Regions from separate parts of the Mus musculus genome. Here regions 2, 3, 4, 5, 6 and 7 are each linked to region 1. The links are chromatin contacts, called in public Hi-C and promoter capture Hi-C maps. All regions are on one chromosome and are shown on one strand. The core of a region is the stretch at or near the end of the contact, and the rest is flanking DNA. Distances in the headings are between cores, read along the strand shown. Region 1 holds the start of Ubald2 (UBA-like domain containing 2). Region 2 holds the start of Tnrc6c (trinucleotide repeat containing 6C). Region 3 holds the start of Syngr2 (synaptogyrin 2). Region 4 holds the start of Cyth1 (cytohesin 1). Region 5 holds the start of Slc9a3r1 (solute carrier family 9 (sodium/hydrogen exchanger), member 3 regulator 1). Region 6 holds the start of Tmem104 (transmembrane protein 104). Region 7 holds the start of Fdxr (ferredoxin reductase).

Region 1 (2,700 bases), core at 96-2,595:
CTGCCAAGTTTGTCAACCCCAGTCTGGTTTTACACCCACACCATGGAAAGCGACTCTCACTGCCTCTGCCTTCACTGGCAAAGAAATAGAAGTGAGGTTTGCTTTCTTCTGTTCTGTCCTTCTGTTCTGCACACCCTAACTAGTTAGAACCTTCGCTGTAATTAGTTCTGATGAAAAACAGTATATGTCTTCCTGAAACAGGAGCCTTCACAGTAAATTCCCAATCCGATCCTCCAGATCAGGGTGGAAACAGTTCCTGCCCGCTCCCCATGGTCTAGAATCCTTGGATAAGTGGGGCTCTTATACCATGTGTCATTTTTTCCTACCAGCCAACTTCACCATCTTGTGTACCTTAAATCATCTTTAGGTCACTTTAATACCCAATACAATGTAAGTTTCATGTGAATAGATGTATCAATGTCCTCTTGATCAGGGAATAATGACAAAGAAAATGTCTTCATGCTGAAAACAGGTACTTTTTTTTTTTTTTTTTTTTTTAAAGCATAAGGTTTTTAAACCCCGAGGCTGGATTATGCAAAGCATGCCCTGGCACTGGCTATTCCCCCCCACCCCCGTGTGTGTGTGTGTGTGTGTGTGTGTGTGTGTGTGTGTGTGTGTGTGTGTGTTTGGAGAGTTTCTCTATGTAGCCCTGCTGGCTGTCCTGGAACTAACTCACCATGTAGGCAAGACTGGCCTCGAACTCAGAGCTATCCGAATGCCTCTACCTCCCACTGAGCCCTGAAATTAAAACCATGTGGTCACTACGCCTGGTTCTTTTGTGTTGTTTTGTTTTGTTTTGTTTTGTGGTGTTAAGAAATTGAACCCAGGATCTGTCTGCCATGTTTCAAAAGTTTTCTTTTTCTTTTCTTTTTTTTTTAAGAGAGACTGTTTAGAAGCTATTTAAAAATTTAAATACTCTTGAGAGTCGAGTAGCTGCGAAGGTTCTGTGTGTTTTCTATTTTGATCGTTCTGTTTCTCGAGATGACCACATCTTTCAGAGGAAATGAGTCAAAGCCACTCCGTCTTGCTTTTCCAGCTGAGCATGTTCAGTTTCAATGAAGTAATGAATGAACTTGGCCAGCACCACCCCCACGCCTACAACAGCAAACACTGATGACCTCCACCAATCAGAACGCGGTCAGGGTTTTCGAGTTGAGTTCAAACAGGCCTACGGTAGGCCAATCAGCGCATCACGCCCCGCCTCCCGATGGCGGCCCCAGCCAACCACCAACTCGGAGGAGCCAAAACACGGAGGCTGGCCAATGCCGGGGTGCCCCCGCGGCACCGACTCCGCCAATGGGCGCGGCCAGGCGAGGAGAGAAACAGAGCGGCCGGGCCCGCCGCAGGATTCGAATCGAACGTCCGTGTGGGAGCCGGCGGCTGGCTGGGCTGCGCGTGGGCCAATCAGCGGCGTCGGCTCACGGCCCCCGAACGTTGGGCCTGGCGGCCCCGCCCCGCGCTGTTGTTTGCGGCGTCGGCGCGGCCGCGCGAGCCGAACCACAACATTCGCCGGGCGGCGGCGGAGCTGCGAGCGTGAGCCCGGGGCGGCCGCCCAGCGCCATGTCGGTGAACACGGACGAGCTGCGGCACCAGGTCATGATCAACCAGTTCGTGCTGGCCGCGGGCTGCGCGGCCGATCAGGCGCAGCAGCTGCTGCAAGCGGCGCACTGGCAGTTCGAGGTGTGCACCGGGCCGGGGTCGGGAGCGCGCGTGGGAGCCGGGGGCCGCGTAGGGGGGCCGCGGCGGGGGGGGGGGGGGCCGGGGCGGCCAGGCCTCGCTCACGCCGCTGCGTCCCGTATTTTGTCCGCAGACCGCCCTAAGCACGTTCTTTCAAGAAAGCAACATTCCCAACAGCCACCACCACCCGCAGATGGTAAGTGTTCCCCAGGGCCGCGGAGGGGGCGCTCGGTGCGGCAGGGTCGCTGTCAGCCGCGCCGGTGACAGCCATGTTGCCGGGGAGCGGCGCGCCGCGAATGTAAACAAAGAGCCAAAATGTCTTCCAGGAAAGAGCGCTCCCAGGCCGGCGCTGGCTCGCCCAACTTTGGGACCCGCCTCCAGGCCGCTGGATCGGGGCCTGAGGCCCTGTGCTGGGCGCTGTGCCCTGGGTGTAAGGGCCTTGGTGTTGGGGAGGTGGGGGTAGAAGGAAGGGAAGACGGCTTCCAGCAGGATGTTGCGATTCTGATAGCAGAGGATGGGGAAGGGGCTCGAGGATAACCAGACCTTTGGGGACTTCGGGGTGGTGGGGGACTGAGGGATTTGTGTCTTGATGCAAAACACACACACACACACACACACACACACGACTGAGGTAGGGATTTGTGTCTTGGTGCAACAAACACAGCCGTGTGCACACACACACACACACACACACCACCCACCCACCCAGTGCTGCAGGAAGCAGGGGAGGGATAGATCCACCCTGGCTCCGGAAGTCCAACTCTACCCACAAAGGTAGGCTGGCCCTTCCAAAGCCTCCAGGGAACATAACCTTTATGGAGGATATACAGATTTATATACCTAAGGTGAGGCCAAGAATTTCTTTTAATCTCAGTATGTTAAGAAACAAAACAGTCCAGGAAATAGTTCTTGGAGCCTGGATTTGTCCTCTTCCAACTTGGCTCCAGGCTAGAGCCTTTGCCCTCTGGCCAGTGGGTACCCTGCTTTCCTGAGGCCAGGCACATCCCTTCTCTGCTCTAACTC
Region 2 (3,067 bases), core at 357-2,856, 1.2 Mb after region 1:
TGTGGAATCTGTTTCTGCTCCCTCAGCACTGAAATTACTGGTATGTGCTACTATGCCAGGCTTTTAAATTGTGTGTGTGTGTGTGTGTGTGTGTGTGTGTGTGTGTGCGCGTGTGCTCAGATACACCAGCACCAGGGAATGACCCCAGTGCTTTGAACATGCTCAGCTGACACTTTACCTCTGAGGTACACCCCTCTTCCTCAAATATTCTTTCTACCACCACAAGTCCATATTCCAAACTATGAGTCTAATTTTCATTCCAAAAGATATAGCCCACCTTTTCTAGTGGTGTTAGGATATCTAAGGTAGGAAGAGATCCTTATTGTGCCAGGCTAAGTAAGCTCGAGGGGAGGGGACGATCACAAAGAAAGCTGGAAGAGAGGAGAGGTCATGGTCACAAAGTCAATGAATGGCAAGGACAAATGCTAAATGACGTCATTTTGGTTCAATATTCCAATAACTGAAGTTTTACAGTGTTGTTTGCACCCAGACTCTGGGCTCCTCATGGATTTAGCAATCTACCTAGTGCATGCTGTGTAACTGCAGGATGCTATTTGTGCTCCTTCCTGGATCATGTGATAATATCTGGACTTTTGAGACACAAAAGATACAGGTTCTCAGCAGTCAAGAATTAAACTGAAGTCAATAAAATGCTGAATAGAAAAGGCAGAAGTCTCTGTGAGAGCCACATCTGCCATCAGATCTTTCTAGGGGATATGGGTTTGCAGGATGAAAAATACACAACAGACGTTTGAAGCCGACTTCGGAGAGTAAGTAAATCTGACGACCAGAAGGCTTAAAATATAATAGAAAGAAAGGAGTGTACAGAGCTCACGGGACCCTGAAGGGAAACGAGAGCAGCAAGTCTGTTGTGTCCCTTTTCTCCACAAACATTTCAAAACATGACACTGGCGGCAGCAAAACTGCATCTCGAAGGTACTACTAGAGCGTTGTCTCTTCTTCCAGACGGGAACACATAGACAGGGAATGGCCTCTTACAGCACTGACAACTTTCAGAAGCATCGCGGATCTACCAGAACATCAGGGTCGGGAGTGGTGGTGGAGAGGAATTAGGCTCCTTCCATCACCCTCTGTGGAGAAAAATATGAGCTTTCAAAATCTTCCCGTGGCTTGAACAGAAACTTGAAAGGGACTCTACGGAGCGCACAGTGCTTCGGACCTTACCCACCAGATTATTACGTATATGTATACCAAGGAGGAGCCAAAGAATGGAGGACCACCGCGGGCTTCCCAGAGCCAGGAAGAAAATGCGGGGTGTGTAGTCTCAGCCCAGGGCTTGGGGTGGGCAGGTTGCGTTCGCTGTAGGGTGGAGTAGCTGCGGGGAAAGCAGGCCTCCCCAGGGGGCTGCTTTGCAGCCGGGATTGTTTGGCTCGCGTCAGAGCAATCCCCGGGGAGCCTCTGAGCGAAGGAGGGGGCCAAGAGGATGCCGCGAGGAGCGCGCAGCGAGCTTCTAGGCCGCGTCCCGCGCACGTACGAGTGTGCACCGTAGGGAGGTACAGGGCGTGTGCACGGCACGGGCCGGAGGCGCGCCAGTGCGTGCGCCAGGTTCAGGGCGCCGCTGCGCAGAGGGCCAGCGCCGCCGGGCGAAAACGCTGCGCAAACCCGGGATACGGCGGGGCGCAGAACCGGAGAACGGAGGCGGCTACGCAGAACTGAATCTGCGGCCCTTTGGTGCGCAAGCTAACGCGGAGTCACAGTGCCCAAAAGCGTGAAGGCAAGCGGCCACGGGAGAATTCCGCACGGCTCTCCGCATTGACCGGGAAGGAGCGTCAGCTCCGAGGAAAGGCGCGCGTCCGAGGCGCGTGAAGAACGCGCAGCTCGCACCCCCGCGCGCTCCACGCGCGGTCTGGACGACCACAGCGCGGGCGGGTATTAGGGGAGAAGGAGGAGGCGTGGTCTTTTCGTGACGAACCAATGGGATCGGGAGCACTGCCTGGAGGCGGAGCTCAGGATCAGGGCGCTGATTGGCCATTCCGCCCTCCGGTATGCAGATGCGGTGGGAGTCACGTGCCGGGGGCCGGTACGACTTCCTGTTGGAGGCCCACGCGGGGCGGGGCCGGGGGCGCGAGCGCCGCGTCTGGCTGGAGCGGGGGGAGGGGGGTTCTTGTCAGTTAGAGCAACAAGATGGCCGCGGTGGCAGCTCCGCACCTCAGCGCGACGGCCCCGGGAGCCGCAGCCGCCGTCGCCGTCCGCGTCGCCGTGCAGCCCTGAGAGCCGCCGGGTCACCCCGGCCGCCCCCGTGACAGGCGGTCCTCGCGCCGTCGCGCTCCCGCCGCCGCCGCCGCGGGCCCGCTCGAGCCGGAGCCTGAGGCGGAGGGAGCGGAGCGGCCCCGCGCCCAGCCGCCCATCGCCGTCCCCGCCTCAGACCCGGGCTGCGTCCGAGCCGCGGCCCGCCGAGACTTAGGAGCAGGGCGCGTCGCGGCGTCGCGGGCACTGGACCTGGACCTGCCGGGACGTGCCGCCGCCCACCCGCCGCCCGCGCCCGGACTCGATCCTGCGGCGCCGGCACTGAGCGGGCCCCCGCCGCCGGAGCGCCCCCGAGGGCCCCGGGCGGCCGAGAGCGACCTCTCCACCGCCAGGCCCGCGCCGCCGGAGCCCCGCGGAGCCGCCGCCGGGGACGGAGCCCAGGTGAGAGCGCCACCGCCGCAGCGCCCGGAGGTCTTCGGGCCCTTTGTTCGGCCGAGCCGGAGCGCGGCGGCCCCGAGCTACCCGCGTGCGGCGCCGGCCGGGGTTGACGGGCGGAGGAGAGGCACGGACTGCGAGCTCCTGGCCGGGCGTGCGACATCGGGATGGGGACCCAGGGGTCGGACACTTAGCCGTTCCCCCCAACCCCCGCGCTCGCTCTCTCGTTCTCTTAAAACTAATGCAGTGGTGGATGATACCCGCTCCCCTTGCATGGTCCCCTGCAGACCGTGCGTTCCCAAAGGGTGGCATACACCGATCCGCAGTGTGGCGTTGTTTGGTGAGCCATGGGCGACCCCGAGGGCCCCCTACAGTTGTGAAATGAGGTGGATTTATTTGTAACGGTGTTGCAAACGGATTGCGG
Region 3 (2,709 bases), core at 206-2,705, 1.4 Mb after region 1:
CTTTTTATGACATGTGTCATCTCGTGTGCTCTACCCACCCACCCCAGGCACAAACCAATTACATGTAATGATGTAATGGCAAAAGGTTGGTTTTGGTTTTGGTTTTTTGAGATAGAGTTTCTCTGTGTAGGAAAGAGAGAGAGAGAGAGAGAGAGAGAGAGAGAGAGAGAGAGAGAGAGAGAGAGAGAAAGAGAGAGAGAGAGAGAGAGAGAGAGAAAGGGAGGCTTTGTAGGAAAGTCCTGACAGCCAGTTCTCCTTCATCAAACACTCATGGCGTGTATGAACAGATTTTAGGAGGTAGCCCTGGGCTCACCTACCAGCGGCTTGTCACAGGCTCTGTTAGTGTGGGGAGGGTGCAAATAGACGCAGATAGACTGTTAGAAGGCCCAGTCTCTCTTGTGCCTACTCCTGTCTTCTCCCGAGTGGTGACCCTTCTGGTGGGGCAGGCTTCTGCCTCAGTTTCCTTATTGTCCAGCCCCCCTCATTACTGAGGTGAGTCTGTCTCATTATTCATTATCCATTGAAGTGACTGTGGTAAAGCCATCTTGTCATGACTCCATTCTGTGTCACTTCTCAGCCCTCTACACCCCTCAACAGCCATGGTCTCCTTGGGAACAAATTTGTGTTGTCAACAGAAGGATATCTGGAGGCCTCTTGGCGGCCAAGGTGAAGCCCTGGGTTGACACACGACCCCTTCCGATTAAGCATCAGGTTCCCTTTCTAAATGTTATTGGGGGACAGGGGGAGCTGGAGTCTATGACCTAGTGATCTCATTTGTTTTAATTTTTAAAATTACAATCCTCAGTATGTGTGTACTTGAGACTAGATCTCAGATAGCTCAGGGTTGTCTTGAACTCCTTATTCTCCTGCCCTCTTTCTCTTCCTGAGACAACAGCCACCAGGTACTTTGCAGCATGTGATCACGATGTCTAGAAATCTGCCCTTCAGAGCCCTTTGGCTTTCAGGCTTAGCTCCAGAGCAAAGAGTAGCCAGAACTGTGGGGGCCATAGTTATTAATTACTACAGTAGTCCAGAGGTTGGAACTGGGGGCCTCTGATGTGCTAGGCAAGAGCTTATGCCCCAGTCCTTTGGTCTGGAGCAGAATGGTGAAGTGACATCCAGGTATTTACGAGCCTGGATTCTGGATTGGTGGGATTTGGGTGTCTGGAGGGCTTATGGGAGAGGACCTTCACCAGGGCACTGTGTAAGTAAGAGTAAAGTGGGAGCCGCCTAGGATGTCTCTTCTTGGGGACTCTTTGATCCTTTCTGGATGAACTCAGTAGGACATATTTCCCAGGGGTGAGCTTTTCCTCCCCCTTCCGCACCCTGGCGCCTCCTGCGAGCTCCAAGTTTTGCTGCCAACTTCCACGAGTTTGGAGGGGCTACTTCCCGGCGGTTGGCCCCGCCCTGTCGGCGGCCGGACCCGCCCCCGTGGGCGGGGCGGGGCAATCCGGCTAGTTCCCGGCCATCCGCGGCTCGGTGGCGAAAGCGACATGGAGAGCGGGGCCTATGGCGCGGCCAACGCGGGCGGCTCCTTCGACCTGCGGCGCTTCCTGTCTCAGCCTCAGGTGGTGACGCGCCTCGTGAGCATGGTGAGTCCACCAGCGAGGACCCGGAGCCGGGCGTCCTGGCTACCAGGGCCCGTGGGGCCGCGGGCCGCAGAGCGCGACAGGTGGCGGCGGCTGCGCGTCCTGGGCCTTTCGGAGAGCGCGGGGCCCCGTGCCCCTCCGCGTCTCTGTCCCCTCCAGCCCGTGGGTTTTGTCGCCTGTTCCACTCCGGACCTTGTCTCCCCAACTCCGGGCCGGGCCCCGCCGCACCCTGGACCACTGGTCCAGGCCGCTCTGGTGCGGGACGTCCCCGAAGTTCTCCGGGGAGGCAGGCCTGTCGCCTTGTTGGCATTGGGAGGGACCGGAGAGGGGCACGGCACAGCAGGTGGCCGGCACGCCGCGGCTCCCAGCCTAGGGAATTCACCTGGAAGGGACTTTCTGCAGCCACGTGGGGTGCGAGGAGGGGGATTGGCCTGGCACTCTGAAGGAGAGTTTCCTTCCCTCTCAGAGGCTAGCAACAGGTCTGCTTTCCCACCAAATGCACTCCCTTCCCAGAAGCGGGGCGAGCCCCCTTGTACCAGGCGTGCGGGGGCAGCTTTCCATACCTTGGGATGAAAACACTGAAAACTGAGACTTTAGCTGCCAGATTGAGGGTGGCCCCACTGCGCCCAGGGGGTCTGGGCCTGGAGCCTTGGAGGTGCCCTGGCTCCCCGGAATCTCCCAGCCTAGCGGTGGAATCTAGTGACTCCGTCCTGGGTTGTACCCTGTCAGTCAGGATGGCAGTGCCAGGAGCCCTGACCCATACTCCGCGCCCAGTCCTGGAGTTCCGGCTTCATCCACAGCTGGGGGCGGGGCTTGTGACTGCCAGTTCCACAATCCTATTGAGAGCGTCCCCGCAGGATCGCTCTGGTCCTGCAAGTCTGGAGGCAGCCAGGTGCCCACAGACTCAGTTGCATCTGCCGCCTTGACGTGGGCTTGGCGGTGGCCTTAGGGTGTGGGGAGGAAGCGAAATGACTAGGACGATTCCAAAGGAGCTGCTTTCCAAACTTTGGCCAGTCTCTGCTGGTGACTTTCCCACCTCTGTCCTGGCTCCTGCGGGATCTGAGTCTGGCTGTGGATCTGACCACCCCAAGAACCTTGCTCTGAGGGGAACCGTTGTGGG
Region 4 (2,728 bases), core at 144-2,643, 1.8 Mb after region 1:
AGCCATAATCCTCATGGCTTCACCGGGTCAGGGTTCTCTAAGGGCTCCCCTGCAAAGCCCTAACACTCTTCCCTCTTGGTACTTTAATATTCCTCACCAGAGTGTGAGGAGGCAAAGTTACCTGTGAGGCAACACACCGGAGTTTGGCTCCACTAAGCCGTATAAGCTTGTTAAGTTCCTGAGCCATACTTCCCTGCCAAACCAGTAAAAGGTCACCACTCGCCCTACCTGCCATTCCTTCTTCCATTCCTCCTGGAAACAATGCTAACAACCACGTAAAGCATTTCAAATAACCTTCTACAACTCCAGAGACTGCACACCCTCGGAGGGACCAGAGCCCTGGCTGTTCGCCAACAAGCAGCAAGGTTAGCCAGGAGAGTCTAAATCGCTTCTGCCCTGGTGGAGGATGTGGACTGGTGTCATTACCCGGCTACCTTCAGGCAACAGCTCAAACTTGATCCCCTTGCCCGGTGTGGTCAGGCCCTGACTGACAGACCAGGGGACCAGGAGCTAATTCACAATGCGACGGTAGCACGAACCTGACCGACGTCCCCGGCTCAGAGGCCCCGGTCAGGCCACTTGTGTTCATCTCAGAACAAAGAGCTGGATGGGGCACATAACTTCTAACACCCCTGAGAGCCGGAAACTACTAGGGAACACAGGCCGGCCGGGCGTGTTAGTCCCGCGGCCGCTCGCGGCGTCTGCCACCCCGGTGACAAGCAGCAGGCGACTCGTCTTAAAGACTACGACCCCGGTCACCTGGCCCTGACTCCCCTCGGCACCCCGGGGCTCCTCAGCATCCTCATGACCCTCAGCGCTCCGGTTAACCCCCGCCGCGGAGACCCTCTAACCCCGGCGACTCCCCTTCCGGGGCCCCTAGACTCGCAAACCTCAGCCCCAGCGACCCCCAGGCCCGAGTAACCTCGGTCCTGGAGCCCGAAAGCAATTCCCGGTTTTACACCCGTCTCCGTCGGCGCCCTCAGGTTCGGGCGACCCCTGCCGTGACCCTCCAGGCCTGGGTGACCCACAGCCCCGGCAACCCTCAGGCTCGAGTGACACTCAGTTCCCAGCGACCCTCAGGCCCGGGTGACTCTCAGTTCACGGCGACCCAAAGGTCCAGGCGACCCTCAGCCCCGGCGACCCTCAGGCCCTCGAGCGTCTGGGCAGTCACCCCCGGGCCCTCGCACTGCCGCCACCCGGCGCTCCGCGTCCCGTCCCAGGGACACCGGCGCAGGCGGAAGCTCACGAAGGGGCAGCGGACCGGCCCCACTCACCATAGCTGTCATCGTCCTCCATGGTGCTGGCGACCGGCTCCGGCCCGCGACCGCCACTGACCTCCCGCAGCCCGCGTCCTGCCAGACACCAGCTCGCCACAGGCCAGCTCCGAGCCGCGGAGCCCCGCCCCCCGCACCGCGCCCGCACTGCCCAGCACGCGCCTGCGCACGCGCCGCCCGAGGCACCGCCCCCGGCACAAGGTCCCGCCCACAGCCAAAACGCGCGTGCGTGAACGCCCTCTAGGCCCCGTCCCCTTGAGGACCTCTTTAGTTTGCGTTTACGCAAGCGCGGCACCTAGGCTCTGCCTATCTATGACTCCGCCCCCAAGTCACGCCCTCTCTCCTTAGGTACCGCCCCCTCTCCTCGGGGCAGGGCAGTTTCGGGTTTCAAGTTTCACAAGCGTGCGTAGGCCGCGGGCGTGGTTTACTAGCCAGGGCCAGCGTCCAGCCACTCGGCTGGTTAAACATACTCAAGGTCACGGGTATAACCCGAAGGGTAAGGTGGCCCTAGCTGTATCCGCCTCGGACACCAACACGTCGAGGAGGAAATTACCTAAACTCATCTGTGTTCGTTACTTATACTTCCTACCGGCGCCAAGTTGCACAGGAGGACATAACTTCCAAATTAGTAGCCTCAATTTACAGGCTCTGCTGCTTTCTTCGGGAGGACCGGTTGATCCCCCTTTGCAGTTGTGGCCAGGGGCTGCTTCTGTGGAGGTGAGAGCATTTATGCGGTAGGAGGTCTCTGCAGAATTAATCAGTGGAAGCACCAACCAATGATCTGAAAAGGCCCTTAGGGAACACCCTGTCCTGTGAACTCTAGCCAAGTGACCAGCAGGGAGTGCATTGCAGCTCAATGACAGAGCACTTGCCTAGCAATGTGAGAGACCCTAGATTGCATCCCAGAGACCAGGGGAAAGGAGAAAACTAATTCCCAGACTCAGAGGGTCTTATATGGGCTGGGGCATCTCTGGGTGGTAGGTCCCTGTCCAGGATGTCCTCCACCACAGCATGCACAAACCCTTCTTACCCCAGAAAGGCCTGGGGTAGTGGTGCTTGCCTGTGGCATACCTGTTGTTAGTCTAGCGTCCCAGGAAACTGAGGCAGGAGGACAATATAGTGAAACTCCACCTCAAAAACAAAACAAAACAAAACAAAACAAAAACCTACAAATACAGCAAAAGAGACACTGGGAAGTTTTGGGACGGGTCTTCCTGATTGAAACAAAGACTTGAAATCCCCCATGCAGCCCCAGAACCAGCCTTCTACCCCCACAGCTCCCTCTCTCTGCAAATCACTGCCTGTAGAGGGTTGTGGGAATCTCTGGGCTTCTGCAGGGCATGAAGGGGCCAGGCCAACCACATGGGGAGGAAGGAGAGTCAGGTCTTTCCTTGTGGGTCCTTCTCTTCGCTGGATGGGCTGCAGCAATCCTTTCTCCCCCATGGCCAACAGCC
Region 5 (2,700 bases), core at 136-2,635, 1.3 Mb before region 1:
AGCGAGTGAGGCTCCAAGAAAGTATGCATTACACATATCTGAGGTTACTATATTTGCTTTCAAGGCAGAAATCTTGCTCCCAGAGCAAAGTCAGCACTCTAAACTTGGGTTGATAAGGAAACTCTCTGTGACCTCTCATAGGAAGATCAGGGAGGAGCCTGGGCTCCGGGTTCTCTTCTGGGGCTCTGAGCTGATTGCTGGAGCTCTAGTCACATACATAGCTCTGGGCCTCTGGCATTTCTGTTTTTCCAGAATTAAATTGCAGTATTTTGGAAAATATACTCTGACCGGTTTTTCCCCCTCTGTTTATTCCCAGAAGGAGGATCGTGTTAGAGAGTTTGTTACGTGGCACGTTGTGGGAAACTGTTACCCAATGTCCGAATCATTCCATCTTCACCCATTGGCGTCCTCATAGGTTCAACTTACCCTTAACTGACTACCCTCCCCCACCCCCAGCCTCTGTGGCCACATCTGCGCTGGCAAGAGGGAGCTGGAATGCTTATCTCACAATCCAAGTCATTTTTCTGTTGAACAAAGCCAGTCTTCCATTCCCTCTGAAGTGAATCCTGAGATTGACTACCTAGCTGTCTCACCCGCCCTCTCTCCGTGGCTAAAGGCTACTGCCAAAACTAAGCCCTTTATTTATTATTCATTTATCTGTTCTCAGACAGCCTGTCTTCCAGGTGGGCTGCAAGGAGCCTCAGTCTCTACCAAGCCCTACAAGTTTCTAGAAGGGATCAGAGCCCAAACCTCTGTCTATATGCATGTCCAGGGATAGAGGGGCGGCTCCACAAGAAGAAACTTTGTTATTTAAACAACTCTACTCCGGAGTTATTCTGTTACAGTTACCCTGTTACAGTGTTACTGTGTTACAGAAGACATCCGTCCGGTTCTTAAGTTGGCTCTGGGGAGGGGGAGGAGTGAGTGTGGGGGAGCATGGGGTGGTTTCCCCAGCAACTGTCGCTCCCCTCTCTCGGGCCAAGCTATGCAACAGGCTTTGGCTCAAGGCGGTTAAAGCGTTGAGAATCCTTTACCCAGAGACTAGCTCTTCTAAATCCCCCTCCACAACGTGGAAACCAGAGCGGAGCCCGTGGGGCCTCTGGGCTCAGTACCTGGAACCCCGCCCCAGCCCCGGCCTCGGCCCCGCCCGATCAGCCCAACTCCGCACTTGGTAACAAACACTTCCACTTCCTGGGCTCTCTTTTCTTCTCCCGCTGCGGGGTGCCGCGCCGAGTGCAGGCCACGCCCCACTCTCCTGATTGGTTAGATTTGTTCACCCTGGCGCAAGAGCCCGGTTCGTGATTTCTGATTGGTCTACTGTGATCCACACCCACCGCGCGGCCCCGCCCTCGGGTTTAGGAGCTGGGGCGGGTTCTGGAACGCTCAGACGCCGCGCAGGGCGGGGATTGGCCGGCTCCCTTCCTGTGCGTTCGCAACCGCGGTTCCCGGGACACCTGTTCCCTGTGCCCCGTGCGGTGCTCAGCTCCCAACTCGAGCTCTGCGGCTCGGGGAGAAAGGTCGTGAGTCCCCGGCCTCCGACGGCACCCGCGCTGAGCCTTCGCAGAACAAGATGAGCGCGGACGCAGCGGCCGGGGAGCCTCTGCCCCGGCTCTGCTGCCTGGAGAAGGGTCCAAATGGCTACGGCTTCCACCTGCACGGGGAGAAGGGCAAGGTGGGCCAGTTTATCCGTCTGGTAGAACCTGGCTCGCCGGCCGAGAAGTCGGGGTTGTTGGCTGGAGACCGATTGGTGGAGGTGAACGGTGAGAATGTGGAGAAGGAGACGCATCAGCAGGTGGTGAGCCGCATCCGCGCAGCGCTGAACGCCGTGCGCCTGCTGGTGGTCGACCCGGAGACCGACGAGCGTCTCAAGAAGCTGGGCGTCTCGATCCGGGAAGAGCTGCTGCGCCCCCAGGAGAAGTCCGAACAAGCCGAGCCTCCAGCGGCCGCCGACACTCATGAGGCTGGGGACCAGAATGAGGCCGAAAAGAGCCACTTGGTAAGTGCGGGTTGGGCTTGGTGTAGGACTAGGATTCTAGAGAGACTCGGGCACCCCGGACTTCCAAGCACTTTCTGAAACTCGAGCAGCGAGGAGGAAACGGCTTCTGCCCTCTGTCCCGGAGCCTTCGCAGTTTCTAAGGCGAGCTTCGGAGTGCGACCAGCGACCCCACCGCCCTGTCCGGGCTGGCTGGGGAGCGGAGCTCCTTTGCCGCCTGCATCTCCTGACTGCTTGAACTTTGCGAAGACGGCGCAAAGAAACCCAGTCCCCTTCTCTGCTCCCATTCCTTGGATTCCGCCCCACAACCCGGACTCATTCCTGGGTTATCCTTGCCTACAGCTAAGCTAAGAGCTCTCCCCACCACCCCCCGCATCTCCCTCCCTCCCTCCCTCTTTCTACTCTCTTCTCTTCAGTCCCTGTGGATGGTAGCTCAAAGTGGCTTAAAGGCTGAATAACTAAGGGTCCCTGGGAGGACCCCTTCAGCCCTACCCACATCCTGGGTCCTCTAGTTTGTGCATCATTAACTCACACCGGTTGGACTTCATCCTTCTCAAGACTAAAGTGACTTCTAAGAAAGAGAGGAAGTCTCAACGTCTCGGAGCTAGGGGTGGGGGTGGGGTGCCGGGAGGAGGTGCAGAAGCGTCTTGGGGGTGGTGGCTCTGCCACCCCGGAGGATTTATGGTCCTCTGGAATGTGAGGAGTAA
Region 6 (2,700 bases), core at 198-2,697, 1.2 Mb before region 1:
AAACCAAACACTCCCCCAGTTCCTGAGGGTAAGGGTATGCCAGTCCAGCCCAGCAAAGAGGGCTGAGGAGACCTCTACAAGGCAGGGTGACAGATCTCCCCAATGCAAAACTATTGTCCCCTACAGAGCCAGCTTCTCAATCTGTCAGATGTTTGCCAACTAACCTCACAAAGAGTCCCTGAATCTCACTTCTGGCCTTTAAACAGTAGGCATCAAAATAATGAATTCAACATCTGGGACAAGCACACGTTAAGTCTCCAGAGGATACCAGGGAACGCCATAAGTAATTTAGAACGAGGGAAGAAGACATGGCTTTGTTTTTTTGTTACACACACATCTAGATGATGTAATCCCTCATTGAAAAGCCAAAAAGAAAGCAGAGAGATGGATGACAAGGAAAATAAATGAAAAATGAGCCCTCCACTTCAGCTTTATTCCTCCTGCATGTAATTCCCACCCCCAACCCCCCACTTTGAGTCACAGTCTCATTAAGTATCCCTAGCTGGCCTGGAACTTATTATATTGCCCAGGCTAGCCTCAATCTCACGGAAGAGATGGACCTGCCTCTGTCTCCCAAGTGTTGGGCCAGAATCAAAGGTGTACAGCACCACACAAGTGACGTTTGTTAAACAAGACAGGCTCCTAGATTAAGGCACCCTGTTTCCAATTGCCCTCCACGCTACAACCAGTCGGGTAATGAGTTAGTTACCTGGGCACATGCTCGGAGGTGTAGGGTACCAGGACCACCTTCTTGCCCACTAGCATGGTGTTCTGATTCAGCTTCATTGTAGCTGCCTACTAGTGGGGAGAGTTAAAGACTTCAGAGCCCCCATAGTGTCTTCCCACGCAGGGTGGAACTCTTTCTGTAGCAGTGGAGCTATGTTGACAGAAGAGCGTCCTGCCTTCCCCTCACAACTACGTGAAAGAACGGGGATTCTAAAACTCTTGTAAGAGAAAGAGCCGAAGTGGTCAATACATCTGGGCTCTCACCCAGGGGCCAAGTTCTGGCTCGGTTTCCAGCCCATTCCTACACAACATGCCCGTCCACCCCCAAATGACCTGTTAATCCTTTTTTTAACCTGTTTCCAACCCTAGCCTCCAGCGTCCAGAGTCCACGTCACTCGGCTCTGGCCCTTCCGTTTTCCTGTCCCCAAGCCCCACTCAAAGTTCTCAGGCCTCAGCCCTTTGCGTGGTTCCTCGGCCGTCTAAGCGCTGTAGTTTGCAAACTGCAAAGCTCACAACCACCCCCTGCCGAGGAAGGCGTCCCCAACGACAGGCGTCAGCGTCTGTCCCGGAGAAACAGGCTTTCCGCATGCGCGTAGAGGGGCTTGCTGTCCGCTTCCGCCAGGCAGACGGCAGCCGCAAAGCCCAATCCCGGCCCCGCCCCCGCGAGGCATCCAATCAACGCACTGCGCCCCTCCCCACGCGCTCGCTTGGACGGGGGACTGGGAAGCGTGCGCGTGCGCGTAGCGGGCGCTGGTGCGGGGCCGCTGGTGCCGGGTGGCAGCTGCAGAGCTGGAGGCGGTGGCCACTGTGCCTGGAAGCTAGCTGTGCTGCAGGTCTGGGACGGGCAGGAGGGCAGGACAGGGTGAAGATGGATGTGAATTTTAGAGTTTCACCTGGAAGGGAGGGGAAGGGGAGACTGAGGGACCGGCTCTGGAGAAGAGAGGGGAGGCTTAAGGGTGGGAAACCCTAAGGCAAAGCAAAAGGCAGGTGTCGGTGCGCGAGGCCCCATTTAAAAGAAGAGGCTTTGGGACAAGGAGTTAGGATGGAGGGGCGACCTTGGAAAAGCTGACTCCCGCTGTGGGCGGAGAAGCAGACAGCTGTGTGGGCTGTCCTGTGTAGTAGTGAGCTCATAGATAATGAAACGGACGTAAGCACTTTAGGGTAAAGGGGGCTGTGATGGTTAGTGAGGCTTAGAGGCCCGGAAAGCCCCTTCAGTCACTTGGAGTGTGAGCAGCATCCAGGCACCGAGAAGTGCCTTGCATAGCAAATCAAGTTAGAAGACATGGTCCAGGAAGCCGCGTCCCACCAAGGCTGTCTCATGGCAGATAGGGAGACCAAAGTGTCTGAGTTAAAAGGGCTACAGGTGAAAGCGGCAGACTGCAAACCCCCCACCCCCAGTCTCATCTCTGCAGTTAGAGAACTAAAGTCTACTCTTTTGTCTTAGGAGCTGCGGCTGCTGCTGCCACTGCATAGAAGTAACCTCTTGGGCCAGCCCTTCCTCACTCTCTGGAGATGGCAGGCGAGATCACAGAGACCGGAGAGCTCTATTCTCCTTATGTGAGTTCTTCTCCATAAATGTGTTCTGCTCACCACCATGCTCCTGGTTTCTAGAGAAGCCCACTGCTATCTGTGGACTATACTAATTATGGCCCTGGTTTAAATAGACCCTGGTGAAAAACACAACGGAAACTCCACATAGCTCCAGTCAGGTTCAGCTGTCTTAGCTAGACTCTATATATCAGGCTCGTTCCTCATTTGTTTATAATTTTTTAAAGCTTTTATTTTAAATGATGTGTCTACGTATGGATATGTGCATGCCTGTCAAATCCAAAAGAGGGCACCAGATGCCCTGGAGTTAGTTGTCGATGGTTGGATGCTGCTCAGTGTAAGTGCTGGAAGTGAACTCGGGTCCTCTGCAGGAGCAGCAGGTACTCTTAACTGCTGAGCTGTTTCTCCAGGCCAGTTCTCCTTTTA
Region 7 (2,715 bases), core at 74-2,573, 1.2 Mb before region 1:
AACCTTGAGGCCCTGTCTGGCAAGACTAATACTGAAAGCTTTGAGACCTTGGCCTTTGTGGAAGAGAATGGTCGTGGGGAGGGCGCAAAGCTGCAGACAAGATTGCCTTGAAATATAAAATGCTGGAGATAAAGAAGCGTAAAGATAAGGGGAGGCGAAAGCCATCCCATTAGACTGAAAAAGACTTCCCTACAAAGCAGAAGACAGCTGCCCATCTGTCCCCAACCACCATCCATGGAACAAATGCATGTCTCTCACAGCTGAGGACCTAGGGCGCCTCAGCTATACCTGTGGAATCAGTTAGAAAGAACACAGCTTACATTAGTCAAAAGCCCCTTCCTTGTCAGACAAACCAAAGGGCTGGAGCCTACCCCCAGAATTGGGACAAGAAATGAATGGTAAGAAGGGAGCCTGGAAGGAGTGCCTCGCTTACCTTTAACAAGTGTTGGGCTGTGTAGAAGCCAGCTGGGCCACTGCCGACCACACAGATCTGAGGGGTCTTCTCCTGTGTGGAGAACTTCTGGCAGAAGCCTGGGGCTAGGTAGAGCAGGGGACAGCAGGGTCAAACCAACACCCTCCTACCACCCCAAACCAATTCTGTCCAGTTGCACCTTGCCTTCACCCTCACCTGCATCTTCCTTTTTCCGTTCCTCAAAGCTTCACCATTTCATCTGAATGCCAGAGCTGTCTTTATCCAGAACCCCATGTCTCACCCATGAACAATAACAAATAATCTGCCCCAGACCCCCTTATCCCCCAAGCTGTCCTGCACAGCACTATCTTTCTTGAGAGGTTCCTTATGTGATCTCATGTCTTCATATGCCCATCACGTTTCTATTTTGCTTTTTTCTAGCCCTTCTTTCCCCCACAGAACTCTATTGCTCATCTCCTCACCTCGAATTTGCCTGTCACCTCCGTTCACCTCGTATCACACATAAAGACCTCATGGTCTATCCTTTTAGCCTTTACTGAGCTGTCTTACCCAGGACGCCTTACATCTCTTTGCACAGATCCTCCCCTCTCCATCACTCCCATTTCTCCCGCAAGAGCAGACACGTTCAGCTTTGCCCCTCTCCAGCCCCGCCTCAGCTCTGCTCGGACCCCCGCTCTTGATCACAGGCCTCCCCTCGCCCTGGTGCAGCCCCCAAGAGCCCTGCTCCTACTCGGAGTGCTCCTGGAGGGAGACGGCCGAAGCCCAGACCACGCGGACCAGCGCCACCAGTGCCAGCAGCGAGGAGCCATGGCTGAGAAGTGCAACCAGCAAGCGGAAGAGCTAGCAATGACTCTAGTGCTGAGCGCAGGTCCAGCAGCCCGCCGAGGACGCTCCTCTGGACCCGCCCATCACTGGAGCCCCGCCCCAAGCCTCGCCTCCCGCTTGCTTAGAAACATCAACTTGGAGACTTCACCAAGATTTCCGAAATAACCACGCCCCCAAAGAGAACCATGCCCCCATCTCGCCAAGGCCCCGCCCCCAGAACGTCCAATCCTCAAAAGCTTATCAAATTTCTCCGGTCTTCCTAGTACCTCCAGATGCCGGAAGTCTAGATTTGAAGAAACGCGAATCCCCTATGCTGTTTCAGTTGCTCTTGAAGAAGGGAGCCAATTGGAAAGGAGCTTACTTTATGTAAAGCTTGCCGCTCGCTGATGACGCAATGCCCCGTTGTCGTTGTTTGAGTGATTTTTGTATCAGCCAATCAGAAGGCCAGAGCCCGGAAGTCTCGTGTATCCGCTATTCTTGACTCCTCGATTTTTAAGTCTGGATGTTGAACTGATGTAGCCTCAAACAGCTACTTGTGCGTGTCAGAGAAGGACAAGTGTTAAACTCTCAAGAGCTTATTTCTAGTCACCCTCTTCCCACGATGGGGGAGGAAACACGCGAAGAAGTTCCCCCTCTGGCACTGAGACCAGAGCCCGACCTTCGACCCTGGTCCGACAGTACAGGGATCAGGGTGAGACCGTACCTTAGGGGGCACCCAAAAGCTCAGTAGTCAAGGTAAATCATTCATATTCCATGTTTTAAAAGAAAATTGATGCAAAGCCTAAAATCAATATCTTTTAAAAGTTTTTTCTAACATTTATATATTTTATTACATTATTTATGGGGGCCGGTGTACACTTGCCACAGCGTTCGCGTGGTGTGTGGTAGTCAGAGGACAGCTTATAGGAGTTGGTTCCCTCCTCTACGTGAATTCCTGGGTTTCAGACTCATTTAAGGCTGAGGGCAAGCAACTTTACCCTCCAGCCGACCCACACATGTTTTCTACACAAGAACAGGACCTGAAGAAGGGTGAATGCTTAATGTGCACATGATCCTGGTTTCGATTACACCACAAAAAATATAATTAAAATAAGGGCAGGACCCATTGTCACCTCTAACCAGACAAGCCCAGTGCTTCTCTGAGAGTCCTTCTCCTTCTTGGAAGACTAACCTGTCATCCTCACAACATCTGATTCTTGTTTATTCTTGTTGAAGATTGAACCCAGGGACTTACAAAATTGCTCTACGTTTTAACTGCCCCCTGCCTCGCCCCGCCCCGCCCCGCCCCTAGCTGAATCTTCTATTCCATAATTCAGGTACAAAGCTAGCCTGGGCTGTATACAGAGTGGCACCTGATCTCACAAAACAGTATGCCACTTGTTTTGTGAGAGGGAAATGGCAGTAGGAACGTGGTCATACCAATGGAAACTGGCTTGACTGACCTGACTGTAATCTGG

Evidence for each region. Promoter capture Hi-C pulls out the DNA fragments that hold promoters and counts their contacts. A called contact is a pair of places that touch in the nucleus more often than the background predicts.
Region 2: a contact with region 1 is called in a promoter capture Hi-C map of liver, with 4 times the contacts expected there. The contact joins the promoter of Tnrc6c here to the promoter of Ubald2 in region 1. A contact is called at or near these places in 1 of 39 promoter capture datasets (liver) and 2 of 115 datasets of contacts at active chromatin or transcription factors (embryonic stem cells and pancreatic cancer cells).
Region 3: a promoter capture Hi-C map of liver shows a contact between it and region 1, with 5 times the contacts expected there. The contact joins the promoter of Syngr2 here to the promoter of Ubald2 in region 1. A contact is called at or near these places in 2 of 39 promoter capture datasets (embryonic stem cells and liver), 1 of 484 Hi-C or Micro-C datasets (B cells) and 1 of 115 datasets of contacts at active chromatin or transcription factors (pancreatic cancer cells).
Region 4: a promoter capture Hi-C map of liver shows a contact between it and region 1, with 4 times the contacts expected there. The contact joins the promoter of Cyth1 here to the promoter of Ubald2 in region 1. A contact is called at or near these places in 2 of 39 promoter capture datasets (both in liver).
Region 5: a Hi-C map of CD8 T cells shows a contact between it and region 1, with 3 times the contacts expected there. The contact joins the promoter of Slc9a3r1 here to the promoter of Ubald2 in region 1. A contact is called at or near these places in 1 of 39 promoter capture datasets (pre-B cells) and 1 of 484 Hi-C or Micro-C datasets (CD8 T cells).
Region 6: a promoter capture Hi-C map of pre-B cells shows a contact between it and region 1, with 5 times the contacts expected there. The contact joins the promoter of Tmem104 here to the promoter of Ubald2 in region 1.
Region 7: a contact with region 1 is called in a promoter capture Hi-C map of liver, with 2.3 times the contacts expected there. The contact joins the promoter of Fdxr here to the promoter of Ubald2 in region 1. A contact is called at or near these places in 2 of 39 promoter capture datasets (liver and pre-B cells) and 1 of 115 datasets of contacts at active chromatin or transcription factors (pancreatic cancer cells).

The regions. Positions count from the first base shown.
Region 1 is chr11:116,432,749-116,435,448 of GRCm38.p6, forward strand. It overlaps Ubald2 (UBA-like domain containing 2), which reads left to right and starts at 1,346. Exons shown (of 3, transcript NM_176902.3): 1 at 1,346-1,680; 2 at 1,811-1,873. The coding sequence starts at 1,561.
Region 2 is chr11:117,652,683-117,655,749 of GRCm38.p6, forward strand. Tnrc6c (trinucleotide repeat containing 6C) reads left to right here and starts at 1,607. Exons shown (of 22, transcript NM_198022.2): 1 at 1,607-2,004.
Region 3 is chr11:117,808,212-117,810,920 of GRCm38.p6, forward strand. It overlaps Syngr2 (synaptogyrin 2), which reads left to right and starts at 1,456. Exons shown (of 4, transcript NM_009304.2): 1 at 1,456-1,592. The coding sequence starts at 1,494.
Region 4 is chr11:118,247,165-118,249,892 of GRCm38.p6, forward strand. It overlaps Cyth1 (cytohesin 1), which reads right to left and starts at 1,394. Exons shown (of 14, transcript NM_011180.4): 1 at 1,275-1,394. The coding sequence starts at 1,296.
Region 5 is chr11:115,161,956-115,164,655 of GRCm38.p6, forward strand. Slc9a3r1 (solute carrier family 9 (sodium/hydrogen exchanger), member 3 regulator 1) reads left to right here and starts at 1,386. Exons shown (of 6, transcript NM_012030.2): 1 at 1,386-1,996. The coding sequence starts at 1,571. Rab37 (RAB37, member RAS oncogene family) reads left to right here. Exons shown (of 9, transcript NM_021411.4): 9 at 1-285.
Region 6 is chr11:115,186,040-115,188,739 of GRCm38.p6, forward strand. It overlaps Tmem104 (transmembrane protein 104), which reads left to right and starts at 1,448. Exons shown (of 10, transcript NM_001033393.2): 1 at 1,448-1,559; 2 at 2,171-2,283. The coding sequence starts at 2,239. Nat9 (N-acetyltransferase 9 (GCN5-related, putative)) reads right to left here and starts at 1,360. Exons shown (of 7, transcript NM_025400.4): 1 at 1,080-1,360; 2 at 710-798. The coding sequence starts at 786.
Region 7 is chr11:115,275,646-115,278,360 of GRCm38.p6, forward strand. It overlaps Fdxr (ferredoxin reductase), which reads right to left and starts at 1,324. Exons shown (of 12, transcript NM_007997.1): 1 at 1,164-1,324; 2 at 434-537. The coding sequence starts at 1,242.